Linked DNA regions of Mus musculus: region 1 is linked to region 2. A link is a contact called in public HiChIP or PLAC-seq data. All regions are on one chromosome and are shown on one strand. Each heading gives the region's core, a stretch centred on a gene start, on an enhancer-like site or on the middle of the called end of the contact. The rest is flanking DNA. Distances are from core to core; before and after follow the strand shown. Region 1 overlaps Ddah1 (dimethylarginine dimethylaminohydrolase 1). Region 2 overlaps Gm40164 (a long non-coding RNA gene).

Region 1 (4,963 bases), core at 467-2,966, 260 kb after region 2:
AACGGGCTACTTCCCACGTCAGGCCACAGTTAAGGCAGAACCAGTAGACGTACGGAAACCATGATTGTGAGTGCACAGCCCTCTATGAGACGCATCACCATCCCACCAGGGTTCAGGAACAGTGAAGAGGGAGCAGGGAGACTGTGAGGAGGATGGGGACCAGTGCTGTGGGATGCTGCCTTCGGGACACAGAGCTGCGGCTGCCTGTAGGAGCTCAAGCCAGCCAGCTTCCCAGCATAGATGAGGCGAGCTCCTGGGTCCCACGGCTGGCTGAGGAGCCATTGACAGTTGATGGCTGCTCCAGAGTGAAGAGTCATTTTTCTTTGAGAGTGGCCGTTGGGAGGTAGCCCATGATCCAGTGGTTGGCTCCACACTCATGCCCATATGGGTAGCACCAATTGGATTTGGTGGGGTCTATATTTTTTCGAAATAAAGTAAAATTCGAAGAGGAGCGTGTTGGGGAAAAGGTGGAAGAGGGGTGTGGAGATGGATGTAACCAAAACACATTGTATACTACTAGGAAATCCTCAAAGAATGAGTAAAAAATATTATTTATAAAAATACACATCTGGGAGCTGGAGAGATGGCTCCGTGGTTAAGAACACTGACCACTTCCAGAGGTCCTGAGTTCAACTCCCAGCAACCACATGGTGGCTCACAATCTGTAATGGGATATGATGCCCTCTTCTGGTGGTGTGTCTGAAGACAGCTACAGTGTACTCATATATACATGTACATATATACATATACATATATGTGTATATATGTGTGTATATACGTATTACATATCTGAAGTCAGGTGGTGGTGCATGTCCTTAATCCCAGCACTTGGGAGGCAGAGGCAGGCTGATGCCTGAGTTTGAGGCCAGGCTGGTCTGCAGAGTGAATTTCCAGGACTACACAGAGAAACCCTGACTCAAAATATTAAAATAAAACAAAATAAAATAACACACATCCAAGCCAAGTGTGGTGTCACACAGCTTTATTGCCAGCACTTTACAGATGCAGACAGGTCACCGCGAGTAGAACAGCAAAAGTTATGAGATGAGAGCCTGTCTCAAAAACAAGCAAACATGGCACACAGCCGCGGACAGGAGACCTAGCTTCATGGTAGAGAGCTCGCTCGGGTTCTAATCCTCAGTACAGTCATTTATTTAACTAGAGACATGGCTCTCAGAATGTGTTCATTCCAAGCCCAGCTGTGAGAGCCCATGAAATGTGAAGCCATGTTAGCAATTTATAATATTATCCAGTTATACTGGCTGAGCCCTAAAAGGATGGCCAGGATTTGGAGACTGCCATATATTGCTAGGCTTTCAATAAAACTCCTGATGCATGATAAACCAATAAAGAGTTATTTCAGCTACCTAGTAGCAATGAGAAGTGATTGTGCGTTGGGTCCTGTATCTCTTGGTGGAGTCTATAATTACTTGCTTTTAATATTGATTTCATTTTACTGTGTTAAGATGGGTACATACATATCTATCATGGAAAGATCAATTATGAGCAAGCCAAAAATGTGCTTGGAATATTTCCTAACCATCTTTAAATGCCTTCTTTATCTCTTTGCCTCAGTATTTGACCAATTAAGCCTTAAGTTGTTCTGTCCAACCACTCGGCCCAGGATTTTTTTTTTAATGTAATTGCTGTAATACAAAGAAGGCATGAGTAAGAAGCAGAAGAATAGGGCTGCCTTCCAATCCTTTCAATGAGAAAATTCCCAGAAATGTGGGAAACAGCCGGAAATGCCTGCTTAATGTGACTGGCTGTGCATAGAGTGTCAGGCTGAAAGCCAGCGTGTTCCCACTGGTTCCCATTGCTTTGTGGCAACTCCACTCAGGGGAGCCAGGCCAGGCCCTCCAAGAAAGCAGCTTTGAGAGATCCAAGGATGCTGCTGTGGCCCCAGAGATGCCCAGAGCCCCTTTCTCTCTAGGACTGTGTGCCTTCTGGGTTAAGAAGGTGCCTGCGATAAGAGAGGTAGACTCCACCCTCCCCATGCTTGGCACCATGCTTGAATTACAGATTGTCACCTCCAGCAGGCAACACTTAGAATATCCTTGCATCTGTCTATTTGCATACCACCTGACTTGGTCCTTGTGGCTGGCCCCAAGGGGACAGGCACTCTGTGAAGCCTGTTGAGTTGGTCCAGACATCAATAGCTTCCAGACCCAATTATCACCATTCTGATTTGGTTACTCAAAGTAGAATAATAATTCCACTGACAAAAGTCAGAGACAACATTTGGAATGTAGCCTGCCTCTGAAATCTTCCCCACCCCCACCCCCCACAGGCTGGATAGCGTGGCACTTAGGTGGACTTTTCCCAGTTGAACCTGAGGCCTCTGGGGATACAGAGGAAGCTGCTCCAGGAGGAATTTGCTGACGCACAGAGAGAGTTTAGGTGCTTTCTGCTTCCGTTTTGGTGCTGGGTGCTATGACAAGCAGGAAGTTCAGTCCTTACTGCTACACAGACATTTTACCAAGAACTCTGGAACAAAGCCACTTCCTCCATCCTTCTTAAGAAAAGGAAAATCCTGGAAGTCAGCCCAGCAGTCACATTCTTGGGATGCTTAGGATCATGTTCATCTTTCCCCAAGACTGAGTGTCCAAGAAGGGAAGAGAAAGCCTGTCGGTTACTGTCACCTCTGCTTGTTCTCCGGGAGCCTGGGCCCTTTGAAGTGTTATCCTGCCAGGGTGCCCAGTGTCAGTTCATCCTTTTGGTAACACACATGCACACACCATTGCCACACAAATGCACACACATACATACACACATACACACTCACGCATCTATATGAATACACAGACACACACACACACAGAAATGCACACATATAAGAACACACCATGAAGAGTTGTGATCCCTGCACCATTCACCCGCCTCTAAACAGCAAATTCACTGTATCGTGTGTGTGTGTGTGTGTGTGTGTGTGTGTGTGTGTGTGTGTGTGTCCTGGACGCAGCTATAAGTGAATGGCAAACCATCTCACCAGTCAATAACAGCACACAGGCAATGCAAATGAACCCTTTGGACAGGAAAGGGGAGCCTGGTCCTCAGCTAACATGGCAGACATACTGCAAGTCCAAAATAATCAACCCCCTGTGTCTCTTCTATGAAAAAGAAGGGTTGCTTGTCTATTATCTACAGTTACTGTTTTAAAATCATTTAGGGAGAGAGGGAGAGAGAGAGAGAGAGAGAGAGAGAGAGAGAGAGAGAGAGAGAGAGAGAGAGAGAGAGAGAGAGACCCAGATATATGAAGCTTTTGGTTTTTGAGTGGGACAGCACTGTTCACAGCTCCATGTGTGTATATCCAGTTCATTATTAAAAGTCATTTCTTACAGCATGGTTTATAATTTGCCACAAAATGATAACAAGGAGGCCAGGATGATAACAAGGAGGCTAAATTAATTGGAAGGGTCCTCCTGAGGTAGTACTGGTAATCTGTTAAGGCATTTGTTTTAAGAGAAACCCTCAGTAGAATTTATCAGTAAATTGCTTCATATATCTTCAGCATTAAATTATTCCCCCATTAAGAAAATTATAATTCTTTTTCTTCCCAGTAATGAAAGAAAAAATGAAACTATCTTCAAACTATTCCAGCTTGGCTGCCAGCCCTTATGTCTGTAATTTCTGGAATGCCCCCTCAGATGCTCTAATGAATACAGCTCAGGAAAAGGTGATTAAGAAAAGAGTGAGGAAAAGCAGAGATTAGAATTTCAAACAAATGCCATCATCAACTGAAGAAAACTCAAGTACGGCCAAAGAAGGAGAGGACCAATCCCTGGAGGAAGTTGATGGGGAGAGGGGAAGGAAGTCTGGTCTCTTATTGGCACTTTCTCAACTCCGGTACCTTGGAGACTTAGTGTGTTCCCTCGATGGTAAACAAGGAGTGGGCAGTGATGATGGTCCTTCTGCCCGGTTGTCACCCTTGGGCACATGTGAGTCAGATTGACAGGTGGGAGATCTGCCCTCCCGCTCAAGTGGAGAGGAAATCCTAGTGAGAACTCAGCTATGTGGTCTAGCCACGAAACTTCTTACTGTGAGTCTTGTGTTTTCTTTCTCTGTGAATAGAGAATGCACTGAGTCACCTATTTACCTAGACTTAAGCTGCAAACCCAACCAGCTGTTGTCTGGTATTCAATAATGGTGGAAGAACCCTGCCTCAATGTCCTGGGACCAAAACCTACTCATGCTCCTCCCTAGTGCTTGGGGAATTAAGACAATGAGCATAACGGGTTTTGTTTATGTGTATATAGGCTTGAATGGGAGCGGTGGCCATCACATACTATGTTTTGAGGGTCTCTTTGCAGCCTTCAGTCACTGGGCCTCTCTCTAGTAATCCTTGGTGCTGTCTCAGCTGTGAAGGTTAAGAAAGAGTAAAGTGAGCTGAATAAGAGAGATCTTTTTTAGTAGGGCAGAATTGGTTTAAATCTCAAAATGGATCAAAGACCTCAACATAAGGCCTGCAACTTTGTAACTGCTAGAAGAAATCATGGAGACACTTCAAATACAGACTCAGGCTAAGGAAGCTTATTGGCTCATTAAAAAATAGAAAGACATGAAAGTAGAAGGCAGACTAGTTGGGAAGAGAAAGGAGATCAGGAGTGGAAAGAGCAAGAGAACTGGAGAGAGGTAAATACAACCAAAACATATTATGCACATGTCTAGAAATGCTGAAATGAAACCCATTATTGTATATTACTGTGTGCTAATAACACATTAAAATGGAAAACTTGAGATTTGATAAGTATCAAATGTGTATCCTGGCACCCTATTCTACTTGTACTGTAGTATAACTACCTACTTTCAACTGTGATCTCTTGGAAATTTGGGCCTTGACTTTGATGTACATAGAAGATCAGATTGTATGTGCTTGTTCATGCTCACAGGCATCTCTTACTGACCATTCTGATGGCTGTAATGATCTGTCTTTCCTAAGACCAGGGCAGCCTTGTTTTCTCAG
Region 2 (4,949 bases), core at 1,110-3,609:
TCATGTCCGTCAATCCTGAAGGAGCACTTTTGGGTGACAATGTAATTAGTATAATTACAACACTATTAAATCTTGATCTTCCTGCTTTTGTTCTTCCCTTCCTCTATATCCCCTCCCCCTTTCTTCCTGTCTTTTTTTTTTGTTTGTTTGTTTCAACACCAGGCTTCACATAACCCCAGCTGGCTGCAAACTCACTGTGTAGCCCCATGTGATGTCCCTGAACTCTTTGATCCTTTAAGCTCCACCTCCAAATACTGGGATTGCAGGTATGTACCATTCTGTGCAGTTAAATCCACATTTTCTAGTTCACTCACCTGGACTGAAGTCTGGCGGGGAGTACACTGCATATACTTTGTGTAGTTCACATTGCTTAAAGGATTCTCAGATCTGCTGGGATGCTGTCTGCCCATCACATGTACACAAGAGATTATTTTTTAAAAATCCTTTGGGACTTTCTGTTGATTGAGTGAGTGGCTTTATCCAGGACAATATTCTTCTGATCTGGACCAGATGTCTTCTGAGATCGTTCTCAGTGTAAATATCAGTGACACTCTGACATTCATTAATTCATCTTGAATAAAAGACAAGAAGTTGCTTTCTGTATTTTTTTTTTTTACTATTATATGTAAAGTACACTGTAGCTGTCTTCAGACACTCCAGAAAAGGGTGTCAGATCTCGTTATGGATGGTTGTGAGCCACCATGTGGTTGCTGGGATTTGAACTCCGGACCTTCGGAAGAGCATTCGGGTACTCTTGCCAACTAAGCCATCTCACCAGCCCACTTTCTGTATTTCTTAATGGTTGAGGCTTTAACTTACATAAGAAACCACAAGGAAGGCCTATATTCCTATATGTAAACAGGACTTCAAGCACCACGGCCCTTCCCAGAACAGGTGGGTTGTATTTTCTGTTTGGCCTGTCACGTGGTATTTATCTTCTGTTCAGTCACTCCGAGCTAGCATCCCTTCTCTGTCTTCTTCAAACTCCACACACCTAGCTTCTGTAACCCCGTGAGAGTCCCTCTGTAGATGCGTCTTATTTCTGTTCTCTTTTGTTTTGTTTTCTTGGTTTTTCTTTTTTTATTATTTTTATTTATTTATTTATTTGGTTTTTCGAGACAGGGTTTCTCTGTGTAGCCTTGGCTGTCCTGGAACTCACTCTGTAGACCAGGCTGGCCTTGAACTCAGAAATCCATGTGTCTCTGCCTCCCAAGTGCTGGGATTAAAAGGCAAGTGCCACCACTGCCCAGCTCTGTTCTCTTTAGTAGGAGCAGATGAGGCATCATGTACCATTATGCCCAGCTTGTCCTGTGAGTTCACTGTTCTTTCCCTGCCTACATTCTTTCTTTGGTCTCACTTCTTCTGTATCTTACACAAAAGTCTCATTTGTCTCAGCTTTGCAGCTAGAATAGCTAAACGTAATCAGATCTGGAGACATGTTTGCCAGCCACCACAATGGTTTGTTACAAGTTGGGAAGTAAAGAGTATATATATATATATATATATATATATATATATATATATACACACACATACAGGTTGGGAAGTAAAGAGCATACATATATATACATATGTATATGTGTGTGTATGTATATATATATATATATATATATATATATATATATATATATATATTACTTTAGGTATGTCAGGCACCAAAAGCCTGCACTGCCTGCAGAGACCAGAAGCAACATTGTATCCTCTGGAACTAGAGTTAGATGTGAACTGAGCTGTCATGTTAGTGCTGGCAACTGAACCCAGGTCCTCTTCAAAGGCACCAAGCACTCTTGTCCACTAGGCTGCCTCTCCAGAAGCGCCGGATGTCTTTAGGGGCACATGTAAGAAATTGAAATGTAAGGGCCAGAGTTAGAGTTGTATTATCCAAGCAAGAGGGAGTTTGTGGGCCATGGGTACACACCCTCTGCTTCTCCTATGCAGCCAGGCTTCCTGGAAGGAGGAAACACAAGGTTGCAATCCCGCCTGCTGCCTGCTGAGGCAGCACAGCCTGTGTGATTGGTCCCCCATGTGAGCCTCCTTCTGAATGGAGGCTCATGATGGAAAAAGATGTTCTCTTTGTGTTGGAGTGGGGGTGGCAGTGATACTGGAGACCAATTTAAAAGTCTGGGATTTCAAATTCATAAAAAGAGCAAACTCAAAATGTATCCAACCTGGCTCCACAGGTACCCGTTGCCTCCCTGTGTGTTTAACACCCTTCCCAATTTTCTATTTTTCCTTCGTCTTAGAACTCACAGAAGGAGCTCATGGACTGTAGTCTCATCTCTCAACTCCTCCTAACACTGGTGAATGCTGCTGTGTGTCTTCACTTGGAAGTCATTTTGACTATTTCAAAAGTGGCATTTGTAAGGACAGAGGACGCTTTGTCATGTTTCCTCTCGGGTTTCAGGAGTTTGAGGCTGGAGCACTAGGCTGATTCAGTGAGGTAGGTCTTAAAGCGTTTGCCTTATTGAGCCAGGAATGCAGAGAGGGTGGTCGGAAAGGAAGGCTGCCATTCTGCCCTGCCTCTCTGGGATGTAACTTTCTGCACAAATCTCAACCCAGGACTCTTGGCCTCCAACACTGGAGACATCTAGAGGCCAGTTGTGGCTACTTGTACACTCTTTAAAGCATCGAGAAAGCCATTTAGAGAAGCTCAAAGGTTGAGGGTGTGAGACCAAGAGACTATGTGTAAGACATAGAAAACTTCAAGCCAGCAGAGAGGGGCCATTCACAGCAGCAGCGCCCTTTCTGATCCAACAGGCAATCACAAAAGGCATGGACCAGGAGCCCTGGGTTCTGCTGGCAGTCTGCCCAGCTGAATCAGTGAGTTACAGGCTAGAGAGAGACTCTATCTCAACAACAGAATAAATTAAGGAAATGGCTGAATAAACGGTAGATGACACTTGAGGAATGACAATAGAGATAGACCTTTGACCTCCATGGAAGCACTTACATACACACACATGCATGAGCACCCGTGTCCGCACATAAGTGCACACAAACATAGGCAGGAGTACCCATGCACACACACATTTACTTACACATACACACGGGCATGAGCGCTCATGTCCATACACACACACACACACACACACACACACACACACACACACAGAGAGAGAGAGAGAGAGAGAGAGAGAGAGAGAGGAATCAAGAGTTTGAGGCTGGAGTGGACTATATATAGAGACCCTATCTAATGCCCTTTCTTCAAAGTTAATAAATTAAGAAGCTATTAGAGGACTAAGGAGCCAAGAGCACTTGAGTACCAGGGTTCTGTTCCCAGTACCCACATCAGGATGCTCATAAATGAATGCCCTGTAGCCCCAGCTCCATAGGCTCCAGTGCCCTTTCCTGGCCTCTGGAAACATGAGATATATACACCCACGCAAAACACTCAGAAACATAAAAGTGAATCATTTCTCAAAAAGAATACATTAGATTAAGTGCAGTAAGCCAGACACAAAAGAAGAAATGCTGGAAGACCTGGGCTGGTGAAACTTGTAGACTTGGAGAACGAGACAGTGGCTACTGGGGCCTGGGCACCAGAAGCCGGGTGTGCTTAGCTGCGTGGGGCTGAATTTGAGGTGGTGAAGTTCTGAAGAGGATGGCAGTGAGATGCCACAGGCTGCATGACAGAAAGTGGCAGAAGTGGCCTACTTTGCTTCGTGTATTTCCACACGATTCTTAAAATCGCATGTCGAAGCTAAACAGCCACTTGATGATGGTCTTTCTGCGAGGAGACACCATGACACAGCAACATTTAATTGGAAGTGGCTTCCAGTTTCAGAGGTGTAGTCCATTATCAAAGCAGGGAGTGTGACAGCAGGGAGCATGACAGCGTGCAGGCAGACATGGTCCTGAAAGAGCCAGCTGAGAGTTCTACATCCAGACCTGCAGACAGCAGGAAGAGAGAGAGTCTGGGCTTAGAATGGGCTTTTTAGAAACCTCAAACTCACCCTCAGTGACACACTTTCCCTAACAAGGCCACACCTCCCAAGCCCTCCTAAGTAGTGCCACTCCCTAATGACCATTCAAATATATGAAGCTATGGGGGCCATGATTATTCAAACAACCACATGATTATGGTTATATTATGATTAATATAGATTTATAAGTACATATACATATATGCATTATATGTTTTTCCATTTTCAAATCAGATGACCCAAGGGAGTCTAGTGGCTTTATACCTTCATTTTTCTGACTTTGTCATCTTGAATATCTGCTAGTATTGTGGAGTTGTTTTAAAAGTATAAATGTCAGATGCTTGGAACACTAGGTGCTTAAGGAACACTAATTATCATTATTTTCATGAAATAGAAAGCAAATTGCTGTATTCTATAATCCCATCCTGTTTATGTCTGTGGAAAGTCTGTGAGTGTGTACACGCCCCGCCCCATACTCTCACACACACATCCATCATGCGTGTGGCAGATGGCTTCTGCATTCCAGACGTTGTGCTGAGGACTGGGTTGCCAGTAGCCTGGAGCTTAGAACAAGCCATGTTCCTGATGGGATGTTCCAATAGAGAGGGCATAGAAAAGCTCTCTGAGTAGGTGCGAATTCTGAGTAGGTTGTAACAGAACACAGAGAGAGCCTGTCACGCAAAGGCACAGGAATTCCAAGTCAGCAGAAACAACAGGAAAGGTCCCCGGGGCTCAGAAAGGACAGGGATACACACAGACAGTTCTAGAAAGACGGGAAAGAAACTGTCTTGGTAGAGGTCTCATTGGGAATGGTGCCCAGAGAAGAGCAGGGGACATGGAGTGGAGAAAAAAAAATTTTTTTAAATACTATTATTGTATTTTATTTATGTATGTATTCTCTCTGTGTCTCTCTCTGTCTCTATCTCTCTGTGTGTCTCTCTCTGTCTTTCTCTGTCTCTCTCTCTCTCCGTGTGTTTGTGTGTGTGTGTGTGTGTGTGGGCACATGCACGCTACAACACAGCTTGC

The links. HiChIP or PLAC-seq counts read pairs in DNA pulled down with a chosen protein or histone mark.
Region 1: a contact with region 2 is called in an H3K4me3 HiChIP or PLAC-seq map of embryonic basal ganglia, with 4 times the contacts expected there. The contact joins two enhancer-like sites. A contact is called at or near these places in 1 of 15 datasets of contacts at CTCF or cohesin (the NIH/3T3 cell line), 6 of 484 Hi-C or Micro-C datasets (2-cell-like embryonic stem cells, the G1E-ER4 cell line, embryonic stem cells and 2 more), 7 of 115 datasets of contacts at active chromatin or transcription factors (embryonic basal ganglia, embryonic stem cells and stem cell-derived neural progenitor cells) and 1 of 9 other capture datasets (embryonic stem cells).

The regions. Positions count from the first base shown.
Region 1 is chr3:145,883,790-145,888,752 of GRCm38.p6, forward strand. The region is part of intron 4 of Ddah1 (dimethylarginine dimethylaminohydrolase 1); the gene reads left to right. The region is part of intron 1 of Gm35187 (a long non-coding RNA gene); the gene reads right to left. Among named protein-coding and RNA genes, the nearest start is that of Gm35187, 4.4 kb to the right of the region's middle. Within about 2 kb of position 1,717, at least 91 of the 459 cell types and tissues checked have an H3K27ac peak or open chromatin away from gene starts, as enhancers often do. A contact at or near this core is called in embryonic basal ganglia, where this site is marked.
Region 2 is chr3:145,626,047-145,630,995 of GRCm38.p6, forward strand. It overlaps Gm40164 (a long non-coding RNA gene), which reads right to left. Exons shown (of 2, transcript XR_867694.3): 2 at 3,411-3,888. Among named protein-coding and RNA genes, the nearest start is that of Gm40164, 4.5 kb to the right of the region's middle. Within about 2 kb of position 2,360, at least 15 of the 459 cell types and tissues checked have an H3K27ac peak or open chromatin away from gene starts, as enhancers often do. A contact at or near this core is called in embryonic basal ganglia, where this site is marked.